Linked DNA regions of Macaca mulatta: region 2 is linked to region 1. Evidence: chromatin contacts called from public Hi-C data. All regions are on one chromosome and are shown on one strand. The core of a region is the stretch at or near the end of the contact, and the rest is flanking DNA. Distances in the headings are between cores, read along the strand shown.

Region 1 (7,080 bases), core at 1,784-4,283:
TTGTTAGGCTTGATGGGGGAATTAGAATATGAACGTGCAAAAATGCTTTGGTAATTTTTTGTGAATGTATATGTGTACTTGTAAAAGAGTTGGTAAAGATGGTTTATGTAAATTAAGACACTCTCAACATCCCCCCTTCCCCTTTTTTTCTACTTGCACAGTGTAAAGAACATGATCTGGCCATGATTAACCAGTTGCTGGATGACCCGAAGCTGACAGCCAGGAAATACAGAGAGTGGAAAGTCATGAACACCCTGCTGATCCAGGACATCTATCAGCAGCAGCGGGCTTCGCCTTCCCCTGATGACACTGATGACACCCCCCAGGAACTCAAGAAATCACCTTCTTCTCCCTGTGTTGAAAATTCCATTTGAGACACAAAGTCAGGGTTTTATCCTCTTATATTTTATCACGAGCAACTCTTCAAGATATTGCAAAAGCTTACATTTTTCCTTAAAAGGAAAACTGAATCCCAGTCCTTCAAGCATCAGCTTCCTATCTAAAGATGCACCTCACATGAAGATAATCACCAAATACACCAGGGCTCCTCATTCCAGTCGTAACGCATCCATTGAGACTGGAATGATTGAGTTCAGTTGAAAGGCGTTTTTTGTGTTCCTACTGGGAGCTCACAGTGATGCGGGGCTCTAGGAGGGACGTGAGAAATGTCTGTTCTGTTCCTTGCTCTCCAGAGAATGCTATGGACGAAAATCAAATTTTACCAGGAATAATTGTCCATGGAAACATTCTGTTTTTCAAAAGAAGAGTGTACATATGCCACTTGGCTGGGAAGCTGTGTGGCCCAAATCACTTTTTGAGTGGAGGAGTGTTTTCCATAGCAGTGACTGCAAGGACAAACGTGGTGTTGCAGGGCAAAAATTCCTTGCCTTTGGTATAGAATGGTGGTGCCTTTTCCACGTGTTGGGAAATACTTGATAGACAGTGGTGTGTGGGAGAGCTGAAGGAGGAGGCGTGTTCCATATTCCACTCACTCAAAGGACAGCTTAGTGTTTTCACACTTTGTGCAGGTTAGGGGATCTGATTAATGTTTCCTTTCCTTACAACAGCTAGAGAAAACATCTCATCACAATTGGCGACCTCTACTCCCTTCGAACTTTCCTACTCAACGGTAGGAGATAGTAATGTGTCCAGCAAAGAATGTCTACTGCTCTTGTCCTTGGCTGTGATCCCTATACATAGTGTGAATTTATATCCAGATTTCCCAGGATCAATATTGACAAGATGACTTTGGCATCTGAATTGTTTTAATATCTTTACTCAAAAAAAAAAAAAAACCCACAAAAAACAAAAAACAAAAACAAAACAAAAACCCACGGAAACAACAAAGGAGTTAAACATGATGGTTTTATTTTTGTATGTTTATATGTCACTTGTGTGCTATGTGAATAGCTATCTATGTTTGTTATTTAAATATATTTATAGAAGTTCAAATTACTAGTGTTTTAAAAGATGATATACTATTATATATTGTGCTTAGTATATATTTGATGAGTCTAGACTTTTTTGCTTGAGAAAAATAGAACTACTGTTGATTCACTGGTGTTACGATGTTGCACTATAATGTCTGAGGAATGCTCAGGAAATCTTGTGGGAAAAAAATGGGGCATGCATTCATAATTTTTCTTTTTCTTCCCCACCCCAAACCCCATGAGCTCTTACATTTAGATTTCTATCTCTTGTCAGTCACTCTTTTAACCAGAAAAGGATTTTCATCTTAGATTATCCTTTCTATTAAATAAACTTTAAGCTTTGCGCCATTTATGCCTGCAAACCTGAGATCAAAGGCAACACAACTAATGTCATCTTTTCATTAAAGACTAATAGAAATTTGGAAATCATTGTGGTAAAGAGAGCTCATAGAGAAACAATATGAAAGTCTTCCCTTACTAATCACCATGAATATTTCTCATCATAGGAATAACCACAACCCACCGAGTACCCATGTTGGCCCTGCCTACCCGTAACAAATTGTTGACATAACCTATTTTGTTTTATAGCTTCAAAGTGTGGCTTGACATTCAAACGGAAGAAACCACTCGAATTATATCTGCAAACAAAATGGAAATAGTTATTTCCCCAAGCTTTACTAAGAAGCCTTAATACTCTGTAAACAAACAAACAAACAAAGAAACGAAAAACAACCTTAGCATTAAGAAATAAAAATAAAAAACAAGAAGCTACTAGAAGCTTCTCTAAGATAAGAGGCCAGGCCAATCAGTTTGGCCCAGCAAACATGTGGGTACTTCTCCACCTAGGGAAGCTAGTGAAGATGAGTTTGACCTGTGGTGACCTGACGGAGGGAACATTCGGATCCTCAGATTGCACCCTGATGCCCTGGTCTGGGAGAGCAGTGCTTTAACCTTTTGGCCCTGGAAACTACTGATTCTTTCTGTGATTAGCAGATACTAGAAGGGAAATTATTTAGAATTGGCAATGTAAAGAGTATTGAAGGAATGGCAAATAACAATAGCAGAAATAACAGTGTGACACAAAGTACCTTTCCATTTTTTTCTTTGGTTTGCAACACCAACCTGTAGACTTCCAGTTTTTCTTAAATTGAAGAGCTCCAGACACTTTTGAGCAGGGTTTGTGAATACCTTCGAATGCTTTCCTTTGGCTTCTCTTGAAGACATATTTCCCCAGCCTTTCAATGTAAACTCGTTTAGTACCATTCAAACTTAAAGGCAAAAAAGATCCCTGGGATTACATAGCCAAGGCTTAAAGTTATTTGTCAAAGATACGTCAAGAACGTTAGCCTAGAAGTTTTCGCTTTGCTAGTTAAAGCTGACTGCAGAGCTTCCCAAAGTGAAAGCAAAACTGAACTTCACAATTTTGCACCTGGCTTTCTGGAGCCCCATTGCCTGCTCATTCGTGTTTTTCCCCCTGTAAATTATTTTGCTTTTGACCAGGTTGTACTACAAAGTAGGGCTGCTTCTGTGAGTTCTCAGCCTAGGCTGTGGACACTAAGACGTGGGTGGGGAGATAGACAGGAGTGAGAGGGAGAGTGGATGACACTTGCCATGACACTCAATGTAGGAAGGCTTGGGCTTCTCTCTCGGCCTCATGCCACTTTTCTGGTCCAAAGAATATTGGGAAAACTGGATTACTTTCAACATATTTCTTGAGACTAGGTCATCTCTGAAATGCATGGCGTAGTTTCATGGAGTCCAAGGGCCAACTCCTATACCCAGTTCTCCAGTGTCTGTGAACTGTGGAATGAGAGAGAAAACCATGGCTGCTCAGGAAGGAAGTGGAGAACCTCTCAGCACACGTAGATCCAAATTTGTGGCACCTGCTAAAGATTAGGATTTGGAGAGGACTCCTCTTTGGGGTTGTGAAGAGGACCTTTTCCCTCTATTGTTAGCGTGTAGATCCAGAACGGAGCCTGATGGGATGCCCTCACTGGTTAATATATTGCAAATAGACATGCTAGGCCCTGCATTGGAAGGGCCTCTGTTGCTTTAAAGAATTCTTAGCTTTGCCACAAGAGCTCAAATCTCAGAGTAGGATCAAAGGCCTAGGAAGACTCCTAAAGTATAGGATTACAAAGACTCCAGGAAGCGTAAGAAAGAGATTGTGTCTGGAGTCAGATTTCAATGTGAAACCCATGCCTTATATTTACACAGCACTTTGTAGTTTGCAAATGGGTGTGTTTTCAGCCCCCTCCTGCTGCCGCACGCTCTACGTGAGATGATTGTGGATTATTACAGTGAAGTGCCTGGCCCAGAGCCCCAAGTGGTAAAGCGGGAACTTGAGTCTCAGGACTCCCAGTGGCTCTCTGCCCTTTCCCTTCTCTCCGCCCCTCACCTTGCTTCACCTGTTACCTTGTTAAGTTGCTGTTGGCACACAACCCACTAGGAAACCAAGAAGTTTGACTTGGAGTGTGTGTTTCACTGCACTGGGTTCAGCATAGGGCCGGCCCTGGTGGCTGTTAGGCTACATTCTCCGTTTGAAACCTAAGGGGCCCTCTGTGCTTGAGCACAGTCTCCTCCTAATGGCCCTGCCTCAACCTGCTGCCAGGCTGTCTGTGGATTGAGTTTTCACCTAATCATGCTGTGTTTCCTTTCCTTTCTTTCTGTACGTTAGACTGCTTGGGAAGTGCTGTGAGATCCTTGGATGAAAAACATGTATTTAAAGAAATGGAGAGTGTTTATTTTGTTTGCTTTTTGAGGCATGTGCTGTCAGATGTCAGAGACCCAAGTTAGTGATTAGAGGTTGGTCCTTTGACCTTCTTCTCTTAATTGCTTTTCATGTAATCATGATAATTTACTCAGGTAGCACTGCAGTCACAAACAATGTCACAGAAACAGATTCAAAGAAAAAATGTTTTTAAGTCTTGAAAAGAAGTGCTATTCAAATTTAAGCCATGTTTAAATTCGTAGGTACATTATCTCTTAGTAAGAAAGACTTTTTTTTTTAGACGGAGTCTCACTCTATTGCCCAGGCTGGAGTGCAGTGGCGCAATCTCAGCTCACTGCAACCTCTGCCTCCCGGGTTCAAGTGATTCTCCTGCCTCAGCCTCCCGAGTAGCTGGGACTATGCCCAGCTAATTTTTATATTTTTAGTAGAGACCGGGGCTTACCATGTTGCCCTGGCTGGTTTCAAACTCCTGACTTCAGGTGATCCGCCTGCCTCTGCCTCCCAAAGTGCTAGGATTACAGGCGTGAGCCACCACCCTCGGCCGAAAGACAGTATTTTGATAGAGCCACGTACATGATTTAATGAGTAATGTTAAGTACAGAAAAGCTGCCGTATCCACATAAAGTTTTAGGGGGCATTTGTTCTTTAGTCTAACAAGAATATGATATCCGATTGTGGTTTTCCAATTTATTTCTCTTCCAGTTTTTTTTGTATACCTCACAGGAGAAATCGAGTCTTAGAACTGGGAGATGACTGCCTTGCCCAGGGTTTTGTAATACATAGTTGAAAACAAAAGCCCCTGAAACTAAATGTTTGCAGCCTGTATGAAATGGACTGTGGAAGGCGGGTAATTTCTCTCCTCACAGAAAGCCACTCGTCTCCTTGAATGAGACACTGAGCAGACATAACGTTTCTCTGTGTGGTGGAGCCGGGAAGCATTTCCTTGCCTCTTCAGCACATCTCAGTTCTTCCCCACATGACCCCAGAACCACTTGGAAAACATCGAAATGGATTCTTCATTGAAAGAAGCTTTATATTTCTCTTGCTGAAAGGATACTTAACTGCTCTGTATTTGACTTTTTTTTTTTTTTACCTTTAGCCCAAAAAGGAAGTGTGCCCCATGGAAACAGCAAATGCCGTAAAATAAAAACCAGGAGTTTTAATCGCCATATATTTTAATGTGCTTGCATGATGGGAATGTGACGTTTAGCACTGCATGGTGTTTGGGGGCAAGATATTAATGTGGAAATCTTAGCTTAAGTTTTTCTGTGCTCTCATCCTGTGTCAGCTACCCCTCTAAACTGAAAAAAGAGGCATGGCTCATTTCTCTCCTGTTTTATGTTTTTGAGGTTGACTTGTAAGATAAAAATAAAAATAAGAAAAACAATATATATCTAGTAAAATGACATGAAAAAAAAAGTTGAAATATACTACTGGTGTTCATTTTCTGTCCTGCAGTGTTGCCTTCTCAAAGAAATAAACATGTGGCTGGGAAGTGTTTAATGGCTGCGTTTTGATCGTCTACAAAGGCTACAGTGCCCTCTGGTGGCAGTCATCAAAATCGCTTCTAGACTCTAGACTTGTTTTTATTTTTAAATAACAGATCTAATTATTTTGGAAATCTATTTAAACAATAACCGATGTGATCTTTTCCAGTGGTTCTCAAGTTACAGGTTTATTAATACAATGATATTTAGATTTTTCAAAAATTGCCTATGGACCACTAAATTTGACTTGCATATTATATTGCTTATTATTATTTCTAGGCACCCACATTTTGTTCAAAAAATTTTAAAAATTTGCATATTATAAAAGTTACAAACTGTGATGCACAAGCTCCTTAAAACATGTGAGATATTTATTTGAAAATGAACAAAGAAAATAATGAAATAGCCTAATATATTGCCTTTCTTTTGGATCCACTGATTAGAGGGAATTAGGCTGCATTTGAACTCATTCATGCTTCTTGACTGCTGTCTACACACACAGAGTTTTCATTTTGTTCCTCGTTCTCTCCCAGTTCTCACCTCACAAGCCAAGCTCACCTTCTGTTTCTTTGTCCTGCCACCACCAAATATTTCTAGGCTCCTACATGGAAGCAGTAAAAATTATTTTAGACCAGCCGGGCGCGGTGGCGCAAGCCTGTAATCCCAGCACTTTGGGAGGCCGAGACGGGAGGATCACGAGGTCAGGAGATCGAGACCATCCTGGCTAACACGGTGAAACCCCGTCTCTCCTAAAAAAATACAAAAAATTAGCCGGGCGAGGTGGCGGGCGCCTGTAGTCCCAGCTCCTTGGGAGGCTGAGGCAGGAGAATGGCGTGAACCCAGGAGGCGGAGCTTGCAGCGAGCTGAGATCCGGCCACTGCACTCCACCCTGGGTGACAGAGCGAGACTCCGTCTCAAAAAAAAAAAAAAAAATTATTTTAGACCAAAGTGATTAGTAAAAGGCATAGGTACCATGTGTTTCCTGATTTCTGGAACAATCTTATATTATTTCCTATTGCTGCTATAATAAATGACCACAAATAGAGCAGCTTCAACAAATCTGTGACCTCACAGTTTGAGGAAGGTTGCACTCCTGGTGGAGGCTCTGGGGTAGAATCCATTTCTTTGCCCACTCCCTGGGCTACAGGTGCCCCACTTTGCTTGTCTCTGAGCTTCTTCCTCCAGCTTCAGTGTCAGCAACTTGCACCTCGTGCCTTCCTTCTCTCCTTGCCTCCTCCTGGGGCTTTTTTTTCCTTTTTCTTTCTTTCTTTTTTTTTTTTTTTGACAGAATTTCACTCTGTCACCCAGGCTGGAGTGCAGTGGCGTGATCTTGGCTCACTGCAACCTCCGCCTCCCAGGTTCAGGTGATTGTCCTGCCTCAGCCTCCTGAGTAGTAACTGGGATTACAGGGACCTGCCACCACGCCTGGCTA
Region 2 (7,392 bases), core at 4,045-6,544, 120 kb before region 1:
TGTTTTTGTTTGGTTTTGTTTTTTGTTTTTGAGATGGAGTTTTGCTCTAATGCCCCAGGCTGGAGTGCAATGCAGCTGATTTCAACCTCCGCCTCCCAGGTTCAAGTGATTCTCCTGCCTCAGCCTCCTGAGTAGCTGGGATTACAGGCATGCACCAGCATGCCTGGCTAATTTTTTTTTTTTTGTATTTTTAGTAGAGACGGGGTTTCACCATGTTGACCAGGCTGGTTCCGAACTCCTGACCTCAGGTGATCCACCCACCTCGGCCTCCCAAAGTGCTGGGATTACAGGAATGAGGTACCGCGCCCTGCCCTCAAATGTACATCCTTGAAAATTTGTGGGATTGACTATTTTGTAGCATAGAAGATTTTTTCCACTCTCTCCCTGGGTTCTGCTTCCTGCTGTTGTGGCTTCATTTTCAATCTCTTTTCTCCACCATTTCACAAAGGTGACCACTGCTAACTCCAGGTTTGCAGGGCATTCATGGCTGACACCCCAGAAAAAAGGGACAAATCTCTTTCCCAATATTTCAGACAGAATTTCCTGATTATCTTGACTTGATGCACATACTCCTTTCTGGATTGGTCACTGTGACAAAGAGGAGTAAGTACTTTGATCCATCTACTTCTTACCACTTCTGCTGCTACCACTCTGGTCCAGCAAAAGAGATGACATTGTAATCTCTTCCCTGGATCATTCCAGTAGCCTCTTAATTGGTTTCTCTGTTTATGTCTTTTCTCTCTTTCAGTCTGTTCTCAGTGCTGGAGCCAGAGCTGTTAATGTGTTTGTCAGATCAGAACCCTACAAAGCCATTCATTTTATTTATTTATTTATTTATTTATTTTATTTTGAGACAGAGTCTTGCTCTGTCACCCAGGTTGGTGTGCAACGGCACAATCTCAGCTCACTGCCACCTCCGCTTCCCAGGTTCAAGTTATTCTCCTGCCTCAGCCTCCCAAGTATAGGATTACAGACAAGTGCCAGCATGCCAGGCTATTTTTTTGTGTTGTTGTTGTTGAGATGGAGTTTCACTCTTGTTGCCCAGGCTGGAGAGCAATGGTGCCATCTCGGCTCATTGCAACCTCCACCTTCTGGGTTCAGGTTATTCTCCTGCCTCAGCCTCCTGAGTAGCTGGGATTACAGGTTGTGAGCCACCATGTCTGGCTAATTTTTTGTATTTTTAGTAGAGATGGGGTTTCATCATGTTGGCCAGGCTGGTCTCGAACTCCTAACCTCAGGTGATCCACCCTCCTCGGCCTCCCAAAATGCTGGGATTACGGGCTTGAACCACCATGCCTGGCCAAGCTTGCCCATTTCGCTTCAAGGAAAACTAAAGTCTTCAACAAGAATTTATTTATTTATTTAGAGACAAGGTTTCACATTGCTATCCAGGCTAGAATACAGTATGGCTCACTGCACCCTCAAACTCCTGGGCTCAAGTGATCCTCCCATCTCAGCCTCCTAAGTAGCTAGGATTACAGGCATGCAATACCACACAAGGCTACTTTTTGAATTTTTTTTTTTTTTTTTTAAGAGATGGGGTCTTGCTGTGTTACCCAGGCTGGAGTGCAATGTTGTGATCTCGGCTCACTGCAACCTCCACCTCCCGGGTTCAGGCAATTCTCCTGCCTCAGCCTCCCAAGTAGCTGGGATTACAGATGTACACCACCACGCCTGGCAATTTTTTTTTTTTTTTTTTTTTTTGTGTGTGTGTGTTTTAGTAGGCACGGGGTTTCACCATCTTGGCCAGGTTGGTCTTGAACTCCTGACCTCAAGTGATCTGCCCGCCTCGGCCTCCCTAAGTGCTGGGATTGCAGGTGTGAGCCACTGCACCTGGACTTAATTTTTAAATTGTTCTGTTGAGAGGGGGATTCTCACTATGTTGCCCAAGCTGGTCTCAAACTCCTGGCCTCAAATGATCATTCCATCCTGGCCTCCCAAAGTGTTAGGATTACAGGTATAAGCCATAGCATCTGGCCTGGTTCTCACTTTTCAAAATGACTTTTATTTTGAAATATAACATACATACAGTGGAAAACATGAAAAAAATGGAATAGCTAGATGATTTATCATGAAGTGTTCATTCTTGCAACTGCCACTTGAGTCAAGAAATAGGATACCACTGGGATCCCGAATCCCCTCTTGCACCCCTTCTAATAAATAATTCCTGACTCCTCCTCAAAGGTTACCACTCTCCTGCCATTTGTGGTCATTGTGGTTGCATTTTGTTATAATTTTATGAGCCGAGTACACTTCCCTAAACACTATGATCTAGTTTTGGCTGCTGTATTATTTTATATAAATGGAATCATATCATTTATATTCTTTTGTGTCTAGCTTCTTTCTCTCAACATTATGTCACTGTGGGTAGAAGTAGTCTTTTTCTTTTTGATTGCTATGTAGTTCATTGTAATGACTATATCACAATTTATTCATTTTCCCATTGATGCACATTTGTTTTGTTCTTTTGTTTTTTTTTTTTTAAACAATTTTTTTAATGATTTACTTCTTTGTAGACATAGAGTTTCACTTTGTTTCCCAGGCTGGTCTTGAGCTTCTGGCCTCCAGTGATCCTCCCATGTTGGCCTCTCAAAGCACTGGGATTATAGGCCTGAGCCACCATGCCCAGCCCTGTTTTTTTTGTTCTGGTTGTTATTAATGAACAGGATAGAATCATTGTTACACATTTTCAGCATACATTTGCACACATATCTGAGGCATGTACACCTTAAAGGTTGTGGGCATAGACTATGCATATAATTAACCTTAGCAAGTGTTACCAAACACTTTTCCAAAATAATTTTCCACTGGCAATATTTTGAGTTTTCACTGGTTCTACAATGTTGCCAACGCTTGGCACTGTCAGTCTTTTAAAATTACACTGTTTTGGTGGCTGTTTAATTATGTTTCATTGCTGTTCTGCCTTGCATTTCCCTGATCGTTAATGAGGTTTAGTGTGTCTCCTATATATACTGGCTAATTGATGTTCCTCTTTGGTCAAAGGCCAGTAAGTCTTTTCTCATTTTTGTCTTAGGTTTTCTGCCTGTTCCTTATTGATTCATGGGAGTTCTTTATAGATTCTGGATGCATGGCCTCATGCAAGTTGTATGTATGGCACATATTTCTTCTCATTCATTTGCTTGTTTTCTCAGTCCCTAAGGTTGTCTTTTGATGAATGGGAATTCTTAATTCTAATATGTTTCAACTTACAGCTTTTCCTTTATGGTTAGAACCAGTGGGGGAAATGACAGTATTTTCAATAGATGATACTGACATAATTGGCTATTAATTTAAAAGATGAAACTTGACCCCTATTTGAAACCATAATAGAAAATCAATTCCAAGTATATTGTAGATCTAATAAGGAAGACAAGGCAATAAAATTTGTAGAAGGAAAAGTAGGACAATATCCTTATGACCACAGAATAATGAAGATAACGGCAAAGGAAAAGCACTAGCCAGAGTCATCTTCACAATATTGACTCTTCCAATGAATGAACACATCTTTCCATTTATTTATACCTTTTTAAAGTTTCTTTCAAAAATTGATTTCTTCATTGAAGTCTTATACATCTTTTTTTATTAGATTCATTCTAACATATTTGAATTTTTATGATACTGCTACTTTCTTAGAAATTTTACCTTCAAACTGTTGGTGGCTGGTAGAAATGTTATTGATTTTAATATATTGGCTTTGTAGCTAGCAACCTTCTTATGTCCACTTCTTTAAAATTTGGAGACAGGGTCTGGCTCTGTCACCCAGGCTGGAGAGTGGTGGCATGATCTCAGCTCACTGCAACCTCCAACCCCCAGGTTCAAGGGATCTCCTCACCCCAGCCTCCGAAGTAGCTGGGACCTCAGGTGCACACCACCATGACCAGCTTTTTTTTTTTTTTTTTTTTTTTTTTGTATTTTTGGTAGAGACAGGGTTTCTCCATGTTAGCCAGGCTGGTCTCAAACTCCTGAGCTCCAGCGATCCACACATCATAGCCTCCCAAAGTGCTGGGATTACAGGCATGAGCCACCACACCTGGCCCACTTTTTAATTGTAATTGTTAATGTGTAGATTCTTTCTGCATGTAAAACTGTATCATCTGAAAATACTGGCAATCTTGACTTTTTTGCCTTTTAAGTGCTGGGATTACAGGCATGAGCCACCACACCTGGCCCACTTTTTAATTGTAATTGTTAATGTGTAGATTCTTTCTGCATGTAAAACTGTATCATCTGAAAATACTGGCAATCTTGACTTTTTTGCCTTTTAATCATAATTTTTTTTTACCATTGTTTTCCAGTACTTTTGAGACAATGTTGTTAAGTGATAATGAGAATCTTTGGCTTATTGCTAATATCAAAGGAAAAGATTTCAACATGTCACCATCAAATATGTGATGTAGGAATAAGGACCTTCTTACTTATTGAAAACAGTGGAGTAAGGACCTTTTTGTTTTGACCATGACAGGAATTTGGAGAGGGTTTGGCTTGACTTGGCAGTTCATCTTTGACCCCTGTGACTTTAGCTGGGGTGACTAGGATTGGAGGATCCCTACTTTCAAGATCACTTTTGCATCCATACGTCTGGAGCCTTGGCGTCTCCTGGATTCCCATTCTCTACTTGGCATCCCGTTCTCCTGGGCCTGTCCACAGCGCTTGGCTCTTTGCAGCAGAGCAGCATCAGGGAACCTGGACCTGGTGAATATCAATCTGGCTTCTGCTAGAGCACATGTTCCTCTTTCAGATGTAAAATCCCATGAAGTTGAGCCTGTGAGGTCATAGAAATTGCAATTAAACATATCTGTTAAATTAAAAATCAATTTCAAATCTAAACTTTTTTTTTTCTACACAGGAGTTTAAAAATAATAATCTAAACAATTGTCATAGCTGAATTTTAGTACTATGGAGTAAAGAAAAAAAATAGGTGATTCCTTCTATTTTGCGATGACAGACTTTTACTTTTGAGGTTAAATGAAGGTATTTAGGGCAGGAAGGAGAGAGGAAGGTGCATCTGTGCATGGAAGGTGAGGAGGTGGGCGCAGTACAGCGTGTAGGTGAGGTGCGAGTGAGAAAGTGAGCATGTAGAGACGAGAGTGGGTGGACCACAGGAAGCTGGGCGGACCACAGGAAGCTGGCTGGAAAAAAAAGTCTTTGACTTTACTTAATTAAAAGCAAGAAAAAAGCAACCCGAAGACAAGCGGAAAATCTCACAGGCAAAGTCTATAAAGAGATGGAAACAAAAAATAAGCCCACATGTGTTCAGAGAAAGGTGAAGTGACTGGCTAGTTACAGTCTGCTCTGTAATTTTTGTATTACTTCGCAGTACTTTATACAGTAAGATAGTCTAATTAACAACAACAACAACAACCAATAAAAGAGCCAATGCTTCCTGGAGAAACAAATAGAAAATTTTCTTTTTGAAAACTTAGATTTCTGAGTTTATGATTCTAGTGATTTTTAAAAATGCGCTATTTAAATAGAAAGAATATCAAATTAGGGAGTCGGGACAATTTAATCTTTTGTCTTAAGGTAAATATTGTACTTAGGTATTTTTCCACTAGGTGTCTCTTTGCATACATGTTATGATTTCAGAGACAGCGAATCTATTCCTGAAGGCATTCACTTATGTGGATTGTGTCAACAAATATTTCAATTTGGGTTGGTGGGTATTTAAGAATGACTTTAATTTCAGTCCTTCCTAAAGAATGAATAGGTGTCTTTTAGTGACTTCTCTCGTTCTTGCTTTAGATGTTTTGGAGATGCTAACCTAGATTTTTCAGCAGATGCAAAATTGAGGTCCTTGTGCCTGTGTGGTTACCAGCATGATATGGTTTAAGCCTTCAATTCATAGCCTGCCTATGTGGGATTCTGACCAGGATGTGAGCCCTTCATAATTTCTGAATGAAGCCTCACCTAGGATGCACAATTCCCAAACGAGCTGCGTGCAGCTCGTCAGTGTCTGTTTCTGAGAGCTGTATTGCCTGCTGATTAGACCCTTTCAGACCACACAGTGGCAGCTGATCTGTGATCCCACGAGTAGCCCTTTGGGCAACCACATTATCACTGCTAGCCACCTTAGGTCCCCCTGAATTGTCTAAATTTGGTAAATAGCTTACTCATTCTAACTTGTCCTAAAGTTGAGGCAGGGCCAATGTAAGTAAACAGATATTTATTACGTGCCCACTGCATGTCTTGCCTTCAATGTCTGTAAGAATTATTAGATTCATTCATTCTCTAAGAATGTAATGAGATCTACTGTTTGAAAAAAAAAAAAAAAGCCTGCTTCTAAGGAGAATTTGAAAAGGCAAAGATTATTCTGAGACAGCACTGCTGATGACCACAGGGCCCTGGACCTGGAGTTTGAACATCTGAATTTAAATTTGGCTTTAACTTGCTAGTTGTGTAAACTAGTTAGTCTACCCACTCTGTATATTAGTTTCTTCATGTGTAAAAGTGTAAGTTACTTTACAGCGTTGCTGTGAAGACTGAAAACAGTTTGCAATAGTTCTGCCAAATATCATTATAAGAGCCTCCAAGAAAAGTCACCCTATTCTGGGTAAAGCAGCCCTTACCATGATATATATAGTATTTTAACTCCTTATGGTCTCTCTTGTCTGGTAATCCTTGGGCACAACCTTTGCAAAATTACAAGGCCCCTAAAAATGATCTTTTCTTTTCTTCCCTCCCTCCTTCTTTTCCTTCCTTCCTCCCTCCCTCTCTCCTTCCCTCCCTCCCTCCTTCCCTCCCTCCCTCCTTCCCTCCCTCCCTCCTTCCCTCCCTCCCTCCTTCCCTCCCTCCCTCCTTCCCTCCCTCCTTCCCTCCCTCCCTTTTTTCTTTTCTTTTTTCTTTTCCCTTCCTTCCTTCCTCTCTCCCCTGCTCCTTTTCTCCTTCCTTCCTTCCTTCCTTCCTTCCTTCCTTCCTTCCTTCCTTCCTTCCTTCCTTCCTTCCTTCCTTCCTTTCTTTCTTTCTTTCTTTCTTTCTTTCTTTCTTTCTTTCTTTCTTTCTTTCTTTCTTTCTTTTCTCTCTCTCTCTCTTTCTTTCTTTCTTTCCTTTTCTCTCTCTCTCTCTCTTTCTCTCTTTCTTTCTTTTCTTCTGAGATGGAGTCTCTGTTGCCCAGGCTGGAGTGCAGTAGCACAATCTTGGCTTACTGCAACCTCCGACTCCCAGGTTCAAGCGATTCTCCTGCCTCAGCCTCCTGGGTAGCTGGGATTACAGGCACCTGCCACCACACCCAGCTAAATTTTTTGGTATTTTTAGTAGAGACGGGGTTTCACCATGTTGGTCAGGCTGGTTTCAAACTCCTGACCTCAAGTGATCCACCCGCCTTGGCCTCCCAAAGCGCTAGGATTACAGGTGTGAGTCACCGCGTCCAACCCCTAAAGTGATATTTCTTAAGGA

Evidence for each region. A called contact is a pair of places that touch in the nucleus more often than the background predicts.
Region 2: a Hi-C map of CD4 T cells shows a contact between it and region 1, with 3 times the contacts expected there. The contact joins two enhancer-like sites. A contact is called at or near these places in 3 of 14 Hi-C or Micro-C datasets (CD4 T cells, fibroblasts and liver).

What each region holds. Positions count from the first base shown.
Region 1 is chr4:72,973,129-72,980,208 of T2T-MMU8v2.0, reverse strand. IPCEF1 (interaction protein for cytohesin exchange factors 1) reads left to right here. Exons shown (of 10, transcript NM_001257599.2): 10 at 162-1,294. The coding sequence ends at 374. Among named protein-coding and RNA genes, the nearest start is that of IPCEF1, 110 kb to the left of the region's middle. Within about 2 kb of position 3,033, at least 12 of the 40 cell types and tissues checked have an H3K27ac peak or open chromatin away from gene starts, as enhancers often do. A contact at or near this core is called in CD4 T cells, where this site is marked.
Region 2 is chr4:73,096,708-73,104,099 of T2T-MMU8v2.0, reverse strand. It overlaps a transcript of IPCEF1 not described here. Among named protein-coding and RNA genes, the nearest start is that of IPCEF1, 14 kb to the right of the region's middle. Within about 2 kb of position 5,294, at least 9 of the 40 cell types and tissues checked have an H3K27ac peak or open chromatin away from gene starts, as enhancers often do. A contact at or near this core is called in CD4 T cells, where this site is marked.